3 separate regions of the Mus musculus genome follow, and all the other regions are linked to region 2. Evidence: chromatin contacts called from public Hi-C data. All regions are on one chromosome and are shown on one strand. The core of a region is the stretch at or near the end of the contact, and the rest is flanking DNA. Distances in the headings are between cores, read along the strand shown.

Evidence for each region. A called contact is a pair of places that touch in the nucleus more often than the background predicts.
Region 1: a Hi-C map of cerebellar granule neurons shows a contact between it and region 2, with 2.4 times the contacts expected there. The contact joins two enhancer-like sites. A contact is called at or near these places in 2 of 484 Hi-C or Micro-C datasets (cerebellar granule neurons and cerebellum).
Region 3: a Hi-C map of cerebellum shows a contact between it and region 2, with 4 times the contacts expected there. The contact joins two enhancer-like sites. A contact is called at or near these places in 7 of 484 Hi-C or Micro-C datasets (cerebellar granule neurons, cerebellum, cerebral cortex and 3 more), 1 of 115 datasets of contacts at active chromatin or transcription factors (embryonic midbrain) and 1 of 9 other capture datasets (embryonic tail).

Annotation. Positions count from the first base shown.
Region 1 is chr12:90,565,038-90,568,185 of GRCm38.p6, forward strand. No RefSeq gene overlaps it. Among named protein-coding and RNA genes, the nearest start is that of Gm40538, 160 kb to the left of the region's middle. Within about 2 kb of position 1,509, at least 5 of the 459 cell types and tissues checked have an H3K27ac peak or open chromatin away from gene starts, as enhancers often do. A contact at or near this core is called in cerebellar granule neurons and cerebellum, where this site is marked.
Region 2 is chr12:90,140,581-90,143,578 of GRCm38.p6, forward strand. All of the region lies in intron 15 of Nrxn3 (neurexin III), which reads left to right. Among named protein-coding and RNA genes, the nearest start is that of Gm40538, 270 kb to the right of the region's middle. Within about 2 kb of position 1,646, at least 27 of the 459 cell types and tissues checked have an H3K27ac peak or open chromatin away from gene starts, as enhancers often do. A contact at or near this core is called in cerebellar granule neurons and cerebellum, where this site is marked.
Region 3 is chr12:89,816,961-89,819,889 of GRCm38.p6, forward strand. All of the region lies in intron 14 of Nrxn3 (neurexin III), which reads left to right. Among named protein-coding and RNA genes, the nearest start is that of Gm40538, 590 kb to the right of the region's middle. Within about 2 kb of position 1,356, at least 7 of the 459 cell types and tissues checked have an H3K27ac peak or open chromatin away from gene starts, as enhancers often do. A contact at or near this core is called in cerebellar granule neurons and cerebellum, where this site is marked.

The DNA of each region.
Region 1 (3,148 bases), core at 259-2,758, 420 kb after region 2:
AAAGAGGCTTTCCCCTCTCTCGTTTTATTTTTTTTCATTTTGCATACTTCTCACTGCTCCTCCTCCTGGTCACCCCATCCAATAATTCTTCCCCCTCCCCCTGTATTCTGAGAGGGTGGAAGGCCCCTGGGTATCTCCTACGCTGGCTCATCAAGTCTCTGAACTTTACTCTGCAGAGGATGATGATCTTACTGCCTCCTTCTGAGAGGAGCTACCTGCTGGCCACCAATATGCCACTTGCCCGGTGTCCTTCTATTTTGAGCTTCTCTCTGTGTATGAATTGCTGTTTAGCTGTCCAAGCTTCAGCTGCTATCTAACATAACCCAGGACATTTGTTCTTTTTTTTTTTTTTTCTCATGAATCTCTGGTGAATCAAAAGGCTCAGGGTATAGCAGAAGTAAAAAGAAAGATTATCAATCAGTCTTGCAAACTCCATACATTGATGTCAAAATTTTATAGACACATTAACTAAGACCCAGAACAGCAAATATGCCACATAATTTTTCACAGAAAATTATTATGTGCACACAAAAAGGTATAAACTAGGGTGCCCACACAGTGAAAAATCCTAAACTCGTTTTAGTTTTATCTTTGATTGAAATGTGTATGTAATTCAAAATTTAAGTTAAATTATGCACATAGTCTAGGAAAAAATCAGGACCAAGACAGAGAAGTGATGGCCTCACAGAAAGAGAGACAGTGTCAGCACAAGATGGACATCTTCTCTCTTCTTCTGCATTACCTATAGGGATGTACAAGCAACATGAGAAGCTCTTTATTCAACATACCTATGATATAAAAATGACTGTTACCTAAAAGTAGATGGGGGCTGGTTAGGTGGCTCAGCAGGTAAAGGCACTGGTTACTGAGTTTGATGACCTGAGTCCCTTCCCAAGGACCCACATGGTAGAAGGAAATAACCAACTCCTGAAAGTTACTCCTGACCACATGCACATGGATCATGTACCCCAAAATACACATAAACTGGTATGCACACACACACACACACACACACACACACACTGGGCTTTTAAACTGGTTTTCAAGTAGTCATCAATGAGGAAGATTCATCTTCCCTGTGGTTACTCTCAATGCCTATGGAATATGAACACATAGCAGATTCATATCTGAGGCTTCACAAAGAGTCTTTTTACCCCCTCCAACTTTTCTCTAGATCCTACAAAAGACACTATCCTTCTTCCTCTGTTCTCATTTCTTCCTAAAAGTTGTCACCCTGTGCTTTGCCTCAGGTATGTGCCAATGTATTTACATGTTTGTGTGTGTATGTGTATGTGTGTCTATGCATGTGCATGCGCGCGCGCACACACACACACACACACACACACACACACACACACACACACACACACATTCATTTGTAGCTCATCTGCTGGTGTCCAAGAAAAGCTTGAATTTTTTTTTTCTTCTTGCCTCTCAGCTTGGAGCCTTTGTACAAGAAATTCTGACAGTGAACACTGCCTACCACTAGAGAGCAGCCCAGGCCAACGATTTCCTGGGCAAAAAACCCTCTGTCTAACAAGTTATTTTCAAAAGGTTCAGGTTCTCTTAGTCTTCTCATGTCTTTCTCTGGGCAAGACACTCCTAGTTCCCTTCGCAAGGAATACTCTCTGTACCTGTTCTGATGTCATGGGAAGCTGAATACCATGCCAATTCCACTAGAAATGTCATTGTCAAAAACATTCATTGTTGAGGTCTCCCTGCTTTTAAGCATTGACGTGTGTCAATTATGAAAAAAAAAAAAATGGAAGTGGGGAGAAGGTTGTGTTTAAGAAAAGAACCACTTGATTTCATGGGGAAATAGAGCAAGATCTTCACGGATTCTTCCCAAGCTTTTTCTATTGAGAACAAAGGGAGCCAGGCAAAGCCAGGCAAACCTAAGCAGGGTCCTATCCATGCCTTTGGACGTGGCTTATTCCTATGGAAACTGATTTATTTTTCTTACATTTGTGAAGAGAGTAATTGTGTCCCATCCGGACTGATTGTTAAGCTTCAATAGGCCAGTGTCTTCATTCCTTAATTTACTTTAATGAACACAGAAAATAACTATTGCTGATTGTCATGTCATTGTACAGGAAGAACTCTCCTGTCTACTGTGCAGGGAGATGAAGGTGCAGAGAGAGCTTTTGGAAACTGATGTAGGAGAGTCTCCTTCAATCTAGATGCAATTTAAGGTGACAGTTAGTGCTGTCTCTGTCTCTTGCCTCAGGGGTAACCTCAGGCAAATGACTCAAATTTACCCTCAACCTTGGTTTCTTCTCTTTTTTTGCAAGATGCAAGTCCTAACTGTTCTCATCAGACAGGACCTAGGATTAAATGTAACAACATGTGGAAAGTGTTTAATAAAGATTGACTGTCGCTGCTCAAAGAGCCCACCACATTCCAAGATCCCTGCTGACTTCTCCTTGCCTTATTCATCTTGCCGTTTTATTTCCATTTATCCAATTTCAATTTTAATTTTGTTAAATATTCATTATACATGTGTTATGTTCCAGGTATAATAGAATGCAGCACCTCAAGAGGCTAGTGTAGCTTACCAAAGAGAAAAGCTGTCAGAACGAATACAAAGAGAACATGTTTCACATTTCCCTTTAAAGGTAACACACAAGGCAGACTGTGTTTATGGTCAGAATTGTTTTCGGGAATATCTTGGAGATATATATCATATGTGGTTTTAACTCTTTTTATCCAGTATTGTTTGAGGCCTAACTTGATTTTTTTCACAGTCATTTTTAATGTTACATCATGAATACCCTGTGTGAACACCTAGTGATATGGACCACACCCAAGCTGTGATGGAGAATCCTTTACTTGATTTACATAGTTTTCTGAAATGTTCAGATTTCTTGCTGTTGCTACTTGAAGAGTATAGAAAACACAATGGTCCCTCTGCCAAGAAGTTTGCATTGGAGGGGTTCAAATGATTAACCGAGTCATGTGACTTTCATGTTTCGCTGTAATTGGATGTTCAATGTGCATGCGGTTGGAGCACAGAGAGGTAAAATAATTATTTGTAATGGGCATTGATGGGAGGAGCCATAGATGAAAGTGTTGAACTCAAATGATGACTGGGATTTTAATCAACATTGAGTATGTGGAAGAAAAAGAGGTCTACACAGCTGACATGAGA
Region 2 (2,998 bases), core at 396-2,895:
TGACTCAAAATGACATTCCAATATACTCATAGATTAGTGGCTTGCTCAGCCATCATTAGAGAAGCTTCCTCCTGTAGGAGACGGGAACAAATATAAGATCCACATTATGCAGAGAGTGGAATATCTTAGAGTGCTTATTCCTGGAAGGGATGCCTTTATTGGATCCCTTGCTTCAGAAATCAGGGAGCTATGTGGAATATGATGTAGAAGAGTATAAGATCCAGGGAGTATGGCGGACACGAGAACAAGGAAGGGATGATGTTACTATCGTTACCTTTGACTTGTATTTGTGTGTCTTGTACATACTTAGTTATAGAAGGCACACCATATTGTAAAGACACACCTTCTTTTAGGCTTAGTGCTTTCTCTTTTCAGAGAAGAAGAGTTGGTTTTGACTCAGTTTGAGAGGACAGTCCATCATGGCAGACTCATCATGGCAACAGGAAACTGAAGTGGTTTATCACCCTGTATCCACAGTCATGAGGCAGAAAGTGATAAATGTGGTAGTCTAAACAGTTTTACAGTGCTGGTGGCGATGGAGGAGCAGCGTAGCAATACATTCATGAGGACACCTGCAGTTAAAGTGGTGGTTCCCAATAACTGCCAAACAAAGGCAGTTATTTATAAACTCAACAACAATGGCAGGAAAGAGATGAAAGAAGACTAATGTGTGCCAATCGTTCCTGTCCTATTTGGACTCTTTGGCTTCAGAAACAAAAGTTAATTTTCTCTTAGTATTGAAAAAACTGACCAGGTACAGAAAATCTACTTCTGGTTTCTACAAAGGTATGCCTCTCTACTGGTTATATAGTTCCTCACTCTGTGTTAAGTGGAATCTCCGGGAGACAATATATTTCTGACCTGATACTTAGCCTACCCTCCCTTTCTCTGGTCAGAGTCTTCTAACAATGTCTAGAAACCAGATGGTCATGCTTGTTGAGTCCCTTTGTAAAGCAAACCTCACACTTACCTTGATGACAGTCTTTAAGATGAGGAAGAATTTAAGTTCATGAACTTAAGATTCGAGTTCAGGTTCTCTTCCTAGGCATTTTGTGGTTTCATTTTGGTTTCTTGAATTCATTGGTTAAAGATAAATAAATAAATAAATAAATAAACAAACAAAAAACCCACAGCAAACTACCTATACAAACAGTTTTTATTTGTAAAATGAGGAAACTGACAGTGAACTATCCAGCTAGAAAAATATAGAACAGAAAATCAAAATTAGAATTTAACTCCTAATATTTGTGTTCTTCCTGCCTTATGACAGTTGCTTCAAGTGTCAGAAAGTATTGCATGAAGATAAGGTTTTGGTTAATACATCAGTGGCTGTATGCTTCCATTCATGGTTGTTGCTACATAAGCATATCTGTGCATATACCTGTGTGTTTTTATGTAGCCATTCCATACCACCTTCATCTAGGTTTCCCCCAGGGACTATCTGTCCATGACTGAAATTCACTCCTCTGCCAGGGGAGTGAGAAAGGGACAAGATGGTAGAGATTCACTGGGAAAACGGACTCTGAGCACAGAACAGCAGGCAGTAATGCTGTTGGCAGAGTAACAGAGAAGACACTGTGGCTTAGCCATGGCACGATGGCAAAAAATAGCATGGAAACAGCTGGTGAGCTGTCAGAATGATCTCAAGGAAGAACTGTGAAAGCTCTCTGCTTATACATCAATACAGAGTTATGTGGCTAGATCTGCACTGCCAAGGGAAGAGCAGGCAAGGTGGGTAGTTCACCCTTCTGTGGCCTTTCTCTCATCTCCCTGTAATATGGCTCTGTGTCACAGGTTTGCCTCATATATGATTACTCCTACATAGGTGCTACCTTCGCCCACAACGGCTTTACCCACACTCAGAATATGCACACGCTCCTAAAGGCACAACAGTAGAAGACAGGCATTTGACTTATTTACAGATCTTGTATAAACACCAATTTTAGTGAAATTGGCAGGAGTAGGGAATGACTTTTTAAAACTGAAATAATAATTACTATTGTGATTAAATACCAACATGAGTTTATTTTGGGGATTTTTGAAAATATGTATCATGACTAATTTTTTTCAAAACTGTCCTTAAGACTATTATGATCAATTCAATGAAACGATGAAGGGGAGATACACAGACAAAGAACACATAGGAATATCAGTCTTACTAGCGTACGAACTGATTTTTGCTACAGAAAACAAATGCACGGCTAACCACTTGCATCAAATTGAAAGTGGCTTTCTGCAGAAGAGTTGGGATAACTTGAAGTAGCTGAGGTCATGAATATATTTTACGGGTGGCTAAGGAAAGCACATTTGCAGACAAGGAATCAGACGCTGTTGCTTTCAGTATGACCTTGAATAGAGGCCTGTTGCCTTTTGGCTTCCATTTCAGATAATAAATCCTACCCCATGCCCTAAGGAAATTCGAATGAATGAGGTACTTCTAAGACTTCCCTAGGAATGGTTTCCGTCTGTGCAGTAATCAGCCAGTCAGAGAAGCTCATCTGTCATACAGAAATATTGCTGAGCTTATTCATCAGTAAATTGTTAGTGGTATAGGAAGTAGAAATAAGAAGAGAGCAAAGAACAATGGTTTAATCTAATAAAGGGGGAAATTTACATGCACCAGTAAGTTTAAAATGAAGTAGCTTATTGTGCTTTTTTTAGACTTTTAAATGCATACCAATATTTTCCCTCAGAGGGCAGGGGGCTTTGCTCTTAATGATGTCAGAGGAGCAGTCTGTGACTTGGTAGGAACACAGTGCTTTGTGGCATTGCATGGGAAATATTGTTCCTCTTTAGTTATTTTTGGCAGTTTGATGATATCTGAATTCATTTTCTTCTTTTGGATTCTTGCAAAGAAGCACATGTATATCATGCATAAATTAAGAGTGAAGGCTTTTCTAAACGAGAAATGAGCACTCTTGCCATTCCCAATGTCCATACTAATTTCACCTCTACCCAGCAAGAATGTTTCTTAATCTGGCAAAGTGGGAGCCCCGTG
Region 3 (2,929 bases), core at 106-2,605, 320 kb before region 2:
TCCATCTTATGCTTGGTTTCCACAATTTAAATAGCAGCTGTGAAAGTGCTGGGTGGTTTAGCTGGGCAGAGCATAGAAATAGGTACAGTGTACTGGTTTTCATCCCATTAATTTTCATTTCCATACAGGTTTTATATTCTTTTCCAAACCATCCTAAGCAGATGTGGTAGTGGCCTCACTGGTGGCAGAGGAACCAGGGAGTCTTGAATGACACTCTGCCACGAGATCCTTTCAGGGCCTAGCCTCTAAAGTTTGCCCAGCATTAGGCTCACTCTGGGCTCCTCTGCTGAGCACATTATGGCGCTGTGCAGCTGCTCTCTCACCACTTTCTCTCTGCCTTCCTTCTTGAGATCGGGAACACTGAATAATTCAGAGTGTTGGTTGACAGATAAAACGATAAGATTTATACGTCGTTGGCCTTGGTGATGAATTAATTAAATTGGTTTCTCCTCTATCCTCGGCATGCATTGTTTTCTGTCTGTAAAATGTGCTTGCTGGTAAGTGGTGGGCTTGGAGATTTGCCTGCTCTTGAAAGATGGTAGGGGAAGATTATAATATCAGAGGATAAATCTTTTCAGGACTGCTAATGTTATTGCCGCCACCACCAGATAGGGTAGAGGTGGGGGAGGGGGGCTGCACTGTTACAGGCAGAAGAGATGAGAAATGCTTAACAATTGCCTTCAGGGCTGAGAGGAAAAGACTGTTTCTAACTACTAGTTCATAGAATCCAGCAGTGAGACTTTACTCCTCGATATCAAAATTTCAGAGGTACCACATTCTATTCTGTAGTTTAGAGCTGATTTATCAGGATTTCAGATATCTCTGGGACCCTGGATAGCCTTGGAGAGACACACATCTCTGAAGGTAACCCATGAGCTTCCCTTCCATATTTGTTTCCTTCTAGCTCAGCTCTGAAGGCTAAGGGTTGAAGATCAGAATGGAAGCAGGCTTAGTCTCTGGGGAGCTGTCTCTGGTTTACATATGGTCATTTCCCTACTGAGTTGCCATCTTGTCTTTTCTCTGTGTGCACCATCACAGGCAGAATTGCTTCCCCTCAACCTCCTTCTCTAAAGACCCATTCAGCTACATTAGGTCCACCCAACAACTTTGTTGTATTTTTGTCATCTCTTTACAGGCTCTAACTCCAAATGGCAGCATTCTGAGTTCCTGTTGAGTGGAGCTTCCATATACCCATTTTGTGGACACAGTGTAATTTTGACATCTCCAGGGTGGGGACTAGTCATCACTCTACCTGTACTGTGTGTTCAGTGAGTTCAGAGTAGACAAGTAAACCCTAGGTGACACTGACAGCAATTTACCAAATCCTAGGATGGTGCCTCGAAAAGAAAAGTCCTATTTACATAAATGGCGAAAACAAAGACAGCAGGTTTACTCAACTTCTGTTTGCCTTCTTGGCTGAGCTTCTGGGCCTGAGTCCAGACACTGATGTGCATAGGACTAACTCTGTCTGACTGCAGACACAGGCTCTGTGCATAGTCTAATGTGAACATTCCAAGGCTTTCTCAGCCAGACCTGTTGCCCTTCCAAGCTATATCCTCAGACCTCTCCTCACTGACTTCTTTAAGACCTATGGCTAATTTCTTGCCACCCTCCCAACACACACAAACACACACACACACACACACACACACACACACACACACACACACACTGCTAGTGCTTCACTTTTCACCTTTAATTGAGGAAAACAGATTAACTACATACAAATACTACATATTTTGGCAGCAAAAAATACTTTAAAAAGTATCATTTTTAATGATTTTCCAGTTGGATTTTATATGAAACTTATTTCTAGATATAAATGTTATATATATCCTGTCTACTTTATCAGTCAAGAGGCTCTAGTGAAATGACTAAGACAACATATTGTTCATTGTAAAGTTGCTATAAATTGGAAGCAAGGTGTTCAATTCTTTTGGAAAATAATTTTCTTCCCTTCCTCTATCCTTCCTTCCTCCCCTATTCCTCCTCCTCTTCCTCCCTTCTCTCCTCTCCCTTCCTTCTCTCCTTCTAGGTTCCCCCACTTCAGATACTTCTTTTTAAAATGAGCCATGAAAGCATGTGTTAATAAAGGTCTCAATGTTGACTGGTAATGGAGTTCAAATGGATGCTGGGACATTAGGAATGGGTGAGGTAAATCAAGGACAAAATTTAGAGTTGAATGTATTGTGAATCAGCCTTTGTTTCTTTTTTTGCCTGGCTGAGAGGCATGTATCTTTAAACCTCAATAGTTGATAGTATGACTTGTCTGCTTTATGCACAAAATTTCCCAGAAGATTAAATTATATACGTGGTCCACATGACTCACATGGGTGGCACATTTTATAAGAAATACAATAATGTCAGGGCCACCTTCTCTCATGGACCTAGGTTTGCTTGCCCACCCACAGGCAGGTTGAAGATGCTGTATTCCTGCTTTCTCCTTATTTCGCTATGGCAACACTGTTGGCCTCTGAAGAACTACTTCATTTGTGCACTAATTTTGGGGAAAATGTAGATGAGAACACCTCCATAAGCATACAGAAATCAAACTGGGATGTGACCTACAGCTATCCCTTTAGGCAGAGATCCATATTGGATAAGTTCTAACCATAGTTAACAAATTGTAACAAGACATGCAGAAGCTCAGAGATCTTGGATAATAAAAGTGATGAAGGCTCTGAGAAGATTCTGAGGCCAAACATTCCTATGTTTGATATGCATTAGGAGGTAAACTAAAAAAAAAATAATTTGACAAACCTATACTTTAGAGTAGGAAATAACTTTTGTTTTTAGGTCAACTGTCTTCAGATATGGAAAGGGAAAACTTATTTTAATGCTGTTTTTCCTTTGTAATTTTACATTTTAGAGATCCGGGGTCATAGAACAGATACTTTCTAGTCTTGATTTAAAGACAGAGTTCTCATGG